2 separate regions of the Mus musculus genome follow, and region 2 is linked to region 1. A link is a contact called in public HiChIP or PLAC-seq data. All regions are on one chromosome and are shown on one strand. The core of a region is the stretch at or near the end of the contact, and the rest is flanking DNA. Distances in the headings are between cores, read along the strand shown.

What was found. HiChIP or PLAC-seq counts read pairs in DNA pulled down with a chosen protein or histone mark.
Region 2: a CTCF HiChIP or PLAC-seq map of CD8 T cells shows a contact between it and region 1, with 22 read pairs. The contact joins two enhancer-like sites. A contact is called at or near these places in 1 of 15 datasets of contacts at CTCF or cohesin (CD8 T cells), 9 of 484 Hi-C or Micro-C datasets (the C10 cell line, CD4 T cells, the MNK3 cell line and 6 more) and 6 of 115 datasets of contacts at active chromatin or transcription factors (CD8 T cells, DN3 thymocytes, the HPC-7 cell line and 2 more).

What each region holds. Positions count from the first base shown.
Region 1 is chr14:45,004,170-45,008,222 of GRCm38.p6, reverse strand. No RefSeq gene overlaps it. Among named protein-coding and RNA genes, the nearest start is that of Ptger2, 18 kb to the right of the region's middle. Within about 2 kb of position 2,167, at least 70 of the 459 cell types and tissues checked have an H3K27ac peak or open chromatin away from gene starts, as enhancers often do. A contact at or near this core is called in CD8 T cells, the MNK3 cell line, Th2 cells and 3 more, where this site is marked.
Region 2 is chr14:45,077,541-45,081,528 of GRCm38.p6, reverse strand. No RefSeq gene overlaps it. Among named protein-coding and RNA genes, the nearest start is that of Ptger2, 91 kb to the right of the region's middle. Within about 2 kb of position 1,753, at least 68 of the 459 cell types and tissues checked have an H3K27ac peak or open chromatin away from gene starts, as enhancers often do. A contact at or near this core is called in CD8 T cells, the MNK3 cell line, Th2 cells and 3 more, where this site is marked.

The DNA.
Region 1 (4,053 bases), core at 918-3,417:
CCATTCATTCTGCTGGCTGTGCTGGTTTGTTTTATGTCAGCTTGACACAAGCTAAAGTCATTTGAGAGAAGGGAACCTTAAGAAAAGGCCTGCATAAGATGTAGCTCTATAAGATCTGACTGAAGGCAAACCTGTAGGGCATTTTCTCAAATAGTGATTGTTGGGAGGTCCATGTCCATTGTGTGTGGTATCATCCCTAGGCTGATGATCCTCAACTGCATGCAGAGCAGCATCCTTCCATAGCCTCTGCAACAGCTTATGGCTCCTGGGCTCCTGCCCTGCTTGAGTTTCTGACCTGACTTCCTCTAAATAAGAAAGTGTAAGACCAGTACATCTTTTCTTTCTCTATGTGCTTTGGTGCTGCTGTTTCATCATAGCAATAGTAACTCTAACTAGGACGCCCTTGATGGCCTCCTAACCTAACCCTGCACACCCAGCTTCCTACTGTGCAAAGCGTGGCACTCACACTTCTTTTAGTTGCTGAGGATTCTAAGGTATGACTTTGTTTCCAAGAAAATATCAGTAGAAACATAATGTTAAAATTAAGCCAGAAGTCCACATATGAAAACTCTCACTGATAGGTACTTTCTCCCCCCCCCCCCCCCTTAAATTTCTTGGCGTTTGGCTTTGGCCTAGCATCGTAGCTAGGCCAGATGTGGAAGTGGTCACCCGGAGGGGAGGTGTGTTTTCAGTCATCCTTTTGTCTCTCTTGGCCCTTTCTTTTTACACTTACAAATCCCTTGTGTTGTACAAGTAGACGAATCAGCATTTGACTCTCTGAAATACCATTGTCATGGTTTCTGGTTGTTACCTGATAGAGGAACAGGCACAGAATTATTCTAACCATCACAACTTCCAAGGGTCAGAGAGTACAGCCAGGTGTGTGTGTGCGTGTGTGTGTGTGTGTGTGTGTGTGTGTGTGTGTGATGTCAGAATGAACTCTAAACTGAGCATCTAGAAAAACACTGGCCCTAACCTTCCTAACATTTACCGCATCCAGGCATAGTGCTAAATGTCCTGGAAACTCAAAAAATTGGCAGGTAGATGATGTTACTCTCATTTTAGAGGTGAGGAAACTGGGACTCTGAGCAATGAAGTAACTTGTCTGGGAAAACTTTGGAAGTCTGAAAAAAAATCTACAGATCTACTAGAGTTTGCATGTGCATCAAAGAAAACAAGATGTGTATGTAATAGGAGACACACAGAGAGAGAGAGAGAGAGAGAGAGAGAGAGAGAGAGAGAGAGAGAGAGAGAGAGAGAGAGAGTAGCAGAATCCATGCCAGGAAAAATACACTCAAGAAGGAGGCTGTGTGCTGTTACATGCCTGTGACATCAGCATTCTAGAAAGTGGGACAGGAGGGCCTGGAGTTAGAGGCCAGTCTGGGCTATGTAATTTGACTATGTCACAAAAGTAGGGAGATAAAAGGGGAGATGAGTGAAGAAATGAAGGTGAAGGCTGTGTAGCAGGATCAACCATGTTGGCAGCTGCTCCTGGAAGCTGTAATTTGCTGATTTTTTTTTTCTGTATTGTTAAAATCTCTGCCCTGTCTGTCCTGTTCCTTAACCTCATTCTTTGTTTCCCCCTCACGTCGGAGCTGGATTCCCACAAGGTAGCTCAGGCTGCAGACTCTCCAGTGTTGGGCAAGTTACAGGTATGTCAGTTTTCTTATGTTTCTTATTCGTGTTTAGACATGGCTTCAAATGCTCTTTATGCTGGCTCTGTAGGCATATCTAACTTGTGTTTTGGGAGATATGTCCTGCCCCTAGTTAGGTTTTTCTGATACCAGAGGCCCTTCTCAAAAATAAGACCTAAATTCTAAACTAGTATCTAGAGTCTAGGGCAAGTAAATTTGTAAGGGAGATCTATTATATTTTATCTCTCTCTCTGTAAATAGGGCAGCTCCCTGTGTGCCACACTTGCTGAGGAATATCTATTTGGAGTTTAGAAGGCAAGAAGCAGAACTTCCCAATGCAAACTGTTGATCTACTCGTGGTGGCTAGTTTCCGTTTTCCCCTCTAGATCTAGCATTCTGTGCTTCATCGGTGCACAGCCTGGGTCCTCTTCTGTTGTAGACTACAACTAGGTTTGCCTGGTGGAAGGGAGGGGCAGAAGAACTCCTTCTCACCCTGTGGCTTGGCAGTGGCTGTTTCCCCTTTCTGAGTCATGACTCCTATTGGATGGCATCTTCTACATCTTTCATTGAGTTCCAGTAACTGTTCCTCCCTTGTTACCCCAGGCGTAGGAGGAGGGACAGCTTTGAAGGCCTCCTCCCCCATCCCCTCACTCTCTGTAAATATTCCTTTTATTAAACATTCCTCCTCTACCCCCTGAATGTGTCATCATTTCCTACCTGAATCATCACTGTCTTACTTGATTTTGTAAAGTTTCCACATGTGACATACATGGATTGCAGACTCAGATTGCTAAGATTGACCTTTAGTAACACAAATATTGTACAGAAAATAAAACCACAACTCAAAAGGGGAATTTATATCACTTTTTTCAATTCACCTAAGTTAACAGATTTAGAAAGGAGTGTGAAAACAGCGCTGTCTGACACATAGCCTTCGGCTCTATGGAAATTGGATTTGTAGCTTTTGTGAGTTGCTAAAATAATACTCCTTCCCCTAGTCTTTCATGTGGCTGAATGGCTTTTGTTTTGCTTTGTTTTGTTGGTTTTTGAGACAGGGTCTCACTATGTAGCCCTGGTTGGCCTAGAACTTGATATGTAGACCCAGCTGGCTTTAAATCAAGCATTCCTCTAGCTCTGTCTCTTGAGTGCTGGGATTTAAGGTATGTGTCACCAGACCCACTGATAAATGGTTTTTAGGCCTATCATAATGCGGCTGAGTGATTGGCTGTATGTCACAAGTGCACTCAAAGAGGACATACAAGGGAAAGGAAGGAACTTTGCTAATCCCTCCAAATGAGAAGCACCAGGCTCATGACCCTTCAAGAAGAAATGTTCATTTGCACAGGGCAATGCATCTCAGTGAGTGGCCCAAGTGGGAGCCCTGCCCAAGACTAGAAAACCATTAGATTTGGCTTAGCTAAGTGAAATAAACAGTCTTGTCCCAAGTGAGAGCTAATTGTTCTCCTCTGCCTTTCAAAGTTAAGTTATCAAATTCTAAGCCAGAGTGTGTTGTTTTTCTTAGTCCAAGTCCAAATCAGAGCTGTCTTGACTCTAACATAAGGTCAATCTCTCTGAAAGTGCACTGACATTAGGAGGAGAATGTTGAAATTTAACAAGTGATGCTGAGCACAGGGTGGGATGGATTGGCCTCCTATGCCAGCTTGGGTGGTTTGGAGATGGATGTTTATAGAGCATGGGGCAGGCTGTAGGTTGTTTGGGTTCTATGGTTTGAGGATGGTAGTTTCTAGAGCATGGGGCTGTACAGTGGTTGTCTTGCTTATAAAGTTCTTGACATTCAGGTCTTCTATGGACTTGACAGCAAACTTGGTTCTCTATCAGATCTCTAGAGAGCCAAGGCTCCAACTTAACAGCAGCACTTTCCAAGTCTTTCGTGGAAAGGTGAGTGGGGTTTCACTGAATCATCTAGAAATGGCCTAGTACAGAACAGACAACTGGGTTCCATTCCAGGACGTGCTAACTTAGGGCTGGCATTCTCAGATGAGTATTCACTTGCCCGTTTTCTCCCTTTTCACAGCAACAACAGTTGGAAGCAAAGAACACAATCAGATTCTCTTTTTTTCAAACTCAGCCCTGTAATATGTAATGTATACTATGTAATGGCTTTCTCTCATCTACCTGGAAAATGCAACTAAAACAAGCTTGGCTGCTAGGACAGGGTCTATAAGGAGGAAATGGTTACATACCTTCCAGGCATTTTGTTTTCTAAGTTGCCTTTGAAATGCCACAAACAATAGGTGATTGTTAGAGAGAGAGTTTTGGCATTCAGTTTCTTCTATGTATAAATTGGTGCAAATGAAGCAACAAAATTTAGTCATCAACATACAAGGAACAAAAGCACATAAGAAAGTGGAATCCTAGAGACTGACTAGTTCTTAAATAATGGCTTAATAGAATTGAG
Region 2 (3,988 bases), core at 504-3,003, 74 kb before region 1:
AAAAAATTAAGAGTTCTTCTGTAAAATCTAATACTACATTGTCCCAGGAGAGGAAATTATAGTACACAAGGACAGTTTGATTATATATATATATATATATATATATATATATATATATATATATATTCTCAACACTTTGAACCCCATGAAATGGAAATCTTTTCTTTTAAATATACAGATGAATACACATCTTGGATCTTTGGTTTCTACATAAAATTTTATCAGGCTACAGACTTTTGATATGAGGAAATGCAATTATCTGCATCGCTCTCTAGCTGAAATGATGTCACTTGTAGCACTGACTCGAGATCAAGCCATGTCGTGGTTAAGTACTGAAGGGGGAGTTGAGGTTCATCTCTACTGCAGGGGGGTGCTGATGGGAGCCAGGAGTTCCTACTTCCCTCCTGATGGTGATGCCTTTCTTTTTGGTGGGACTTGCTGTTGCACAATGGCACATTAATTCTGTCCCGCCACCTGTGCTACAACTGCCATGCCCTGCACTTGGAAGGATTGTGTCTGCTGATGTTTAAAGGGAATTTATTTCTAGAAACTTTAAAAATGCTTCCATCAGTTCCTTTTAGCTGAGTAAGGGTCTCTTGAAGTGCCCAGAATCTCAGTGATGAGCTTTCCTCTCACTGGCTGGCATTATCTGTACTCTGCACAGTGTGCACAAGGAAAGTTCTAGATATTGTTTGGAGGGTGGAGGGAAAATACACCTAGAAGCCAAAACACTTCTTCCCAAGCTCCTTGCTGGTTAAACATACCATATTTATTCTAGACCCAGCATGTTAATAACTACTTTTCAGTTTCTACCTGCAAGTGTCAGAGAATTCAATTGTATAAATATTTCTAGGACTTTCTGTGAAAAAAATTTCCTACACCCCATGACCTATTATTTTTATGGTCACAGTACCATTAATTACCTGTGGTCAGTTACTACCACATTATAGCTAAAACAATGCAGATGTATTATCTTAACAATTCTGGAAAACACAAGTCCAAATTCAGCCCCACTGTGTTAACCACAAGGTGTAGACCTGAATTCTTTCTTTCTTTCCTCTCTTAGGTTCCAGATGTGGCCTACATGCATACTGGGTGACTCCTCCTCTCTCTTCAAAGGAAATACAATGATTCCTCCCTCTGTGGCCTCTGTTTTCATCTTCATGGCCTCTCTCTCTCTCTCTCTCTCTCTCTCTCTCTCTCTCTCTCTCTCTCTCTCTCTCTCTCTCCATCTCTCTTTAAGAACCTAGTCCACCCAAATGATTCAGGCTTATCCCATCTCAGGATCTTCAACTCAATCCCATCTGCAAAATATTTTTCACCTTATGGGTTATGTATCTGATCAGGATGTTGGTGTGAGCACTTTAGTGGCCCAGGATGATGGCATGACAAACGGCTATAAAATTTTCTGAGATAACAATGTATGTTCCCCACCCCAAAAACTTTTCTTCTCTCATTTAAACAGGGAGCCACACTCTGCCCTTGTTTCAGAGGGGCAGAAAGCAGAAGTTGCTGGCAGAACACTTCCCCTTTTACCTTAAGATTTTTAAAACCCCAGTACAGAAGAAGTTATACTTGGTGTTCTGGATAGACAGGGAGGATAGAGGTGGTGGACTTCCTAGCTTGGGGGCCTGGGGAGGGGCTTCACCAGGAAATGCTCAGAGAACTGGTGGGCTTAAAACAGAGAAAGCATCACACCCACTGCACCATCATTCCAGAACCCCCAGGCACCAATAACTCGAAGCCAGAGGGTCCTCCCATAGGAAGCTAAAATGCTCTAGAGTTCAAGGTAAAAATGAAATAGTGAAAGAAAGAAAGAAAGAAAGAAAGAAAGAAAGGAAAAAAAGCAACAGTATTTCTTCCACCTCTGCCCAAGCTTAAACGCCATTGGCATAAGAGCCAGATAAACAAGGTGGCCAGGTTTCATTATTCCTTCCAGTTCTCTCTGTGGGAAGCAGCCAAATAATAGGACATTGCCAAAGAGTGCATTGTACGAACAAGGGGAAAGCCTGGGACACTGAGCCGTGCAGTTCAGGAAACACTTGCTGGGAGAATTGATGAGAACATTTGGCGACTGAGAAAATGGCTTCAGGAAGGGCGATCTGAGTTAAGGCCCTCCATCTAGGAATGACAGCTTTAGCTTGAATTTCAGCCCATGTTCTGGTAGCAGAGCTGAGAACCCCGACTTAAGATGCTACCTTTAGTTCCCTACAAAAGGGAACTTCCCATGTGCTGTGGTGTGAATGCTCCTTTGCCCCACAAAGACCTGTGTGTTAAAGACTTGGCTTCAAGGTGTCACTAGCCGGAGGTGGAGGAAGCCTCAAGAGGTGGAGCCTGGTGGGAGATCTGTAAGCCATTGAAGGGGACTGTAGAGCATTCGCTCCTCCTTGTTCCCTGGCTTGAAAGGTGATTGGCAGGTCTCTGCTCCTGACTCTGCTCCCTTGCCACAGGTCCCTGTAAGCAGGGGCAACCAATCACAGACTAGACCCTCCAAAAAGGTGAGCCAAAACAGATTTTAATATGTCGACTGACTCTGGTATTGCCTTTGAAAACCCTTGCCCTGCCCTGGAGAGATAAAGATCACCCATGAGCAACTTGTTGAGGTGGAAAACCTGGACCACACACGATGAGATGCACTCCTGCTTGTAGTATGTATGTGTGAGGTTCTCTGAACTGATGTCCCACTAGGTGTAGGTTTTGCTTCGTGTGCCTAGCGGTATGAATTGTAACTAGAAGAGCCAATGAACTTGTGGTTTGAATGAGAATGGCCCTGCCTCCCCAACACGGGCTCATACATTTGAATGCTTGGCCCCCAGTGGATGAACTGTTTTGCAGGAGTAGGAGGTGGAACCTTATTGGAGGAGAAGAGTCACTGGGGGTGGGTTCTAAGGTTTCAAAAGCCCACGCCATTCCCAGCTTCCTCTCGCTCTGTTTTGTGGTTGTGGTCTCAACATGTGAGCTCTCAGCCACTGTTCCAGTGTCATGCCTGCTTGCTGCCCTGCTCCCCTCCATGATAGTTATGGACTTAACCTCTGGAACTGTAAGTCGCCTTGGTCATGGTGTCTTCACAGCCATAGAAGAGCAACCAAGACAGCCCCAAGGAGAACAAGCAGAGAGGAATAAGAAGGATGTGGAGATGAGGACCCAGGGTTTGACGATAGGCTAGAAATCAGTTGTGCTCTCACATAGCAAACACTTTTTCTAATCAAGAGCTGTTTTCATTTTCTTGACCAGTCTTCACGATGTCTGGTAAGGTGTCTATAAACTATAATAATGTGCCACAGCATGGGAGAAACCAACGTCTCCCCACTGTTTTCTTGCTATTTGTTTCAGCTGCCCAGTGGATACTCCAAGAATTTATTTTCTTACAGTCTCAGGAACAAAAGTTTCTCCTACCTTCTTCCCACCCCCAGGCCCCCAACTTACACTGGCCTGCCATTTCCACATGCCTTGGGGAAACTGGCAGAAGGATGGTGCTCATGACTTCCTGGTATGGGTTAGGCAGGAAGAGAGGGAAGTGAAGGGGAAGGGATGGCTCCAGGAAGCATCTGTGGATCTGATGGGAAGGAACAGAAAGAGCTCCTGTGGCCACAGGTCAGCACGGAAGGTTGGGGGAGGATGTCAGAACACACTCTCCTGACAGTGGCTCTTAAGGAAAGGCCTGGGCTGAGCACAGAAGAGAGAGAAGAGAGTGGAGGCAGGGAAGATACAGCCTGTTGGTTGGCATGTGAGGAGATGCAGTGGATCACATTGGCCATCAGTCACTGGGGAAATGCAGAGTCCTGGGTACACTAAGACCTGGGTGGAGGATTAGTGAGAGTACCAGCTACTACACTTGAGCTGCCTTGGAGATCACTGTGGGATGGCCAGAGAAACTCCATTTTATGCTAGCGTCCATCTTAGTACCCACTAGGGGTTTGTCTTTGACTCCAGTCCCTAGGAGCTAAGTTCCCAGGAACCCTAACACAGTGACTCCCCGACCCAGAAA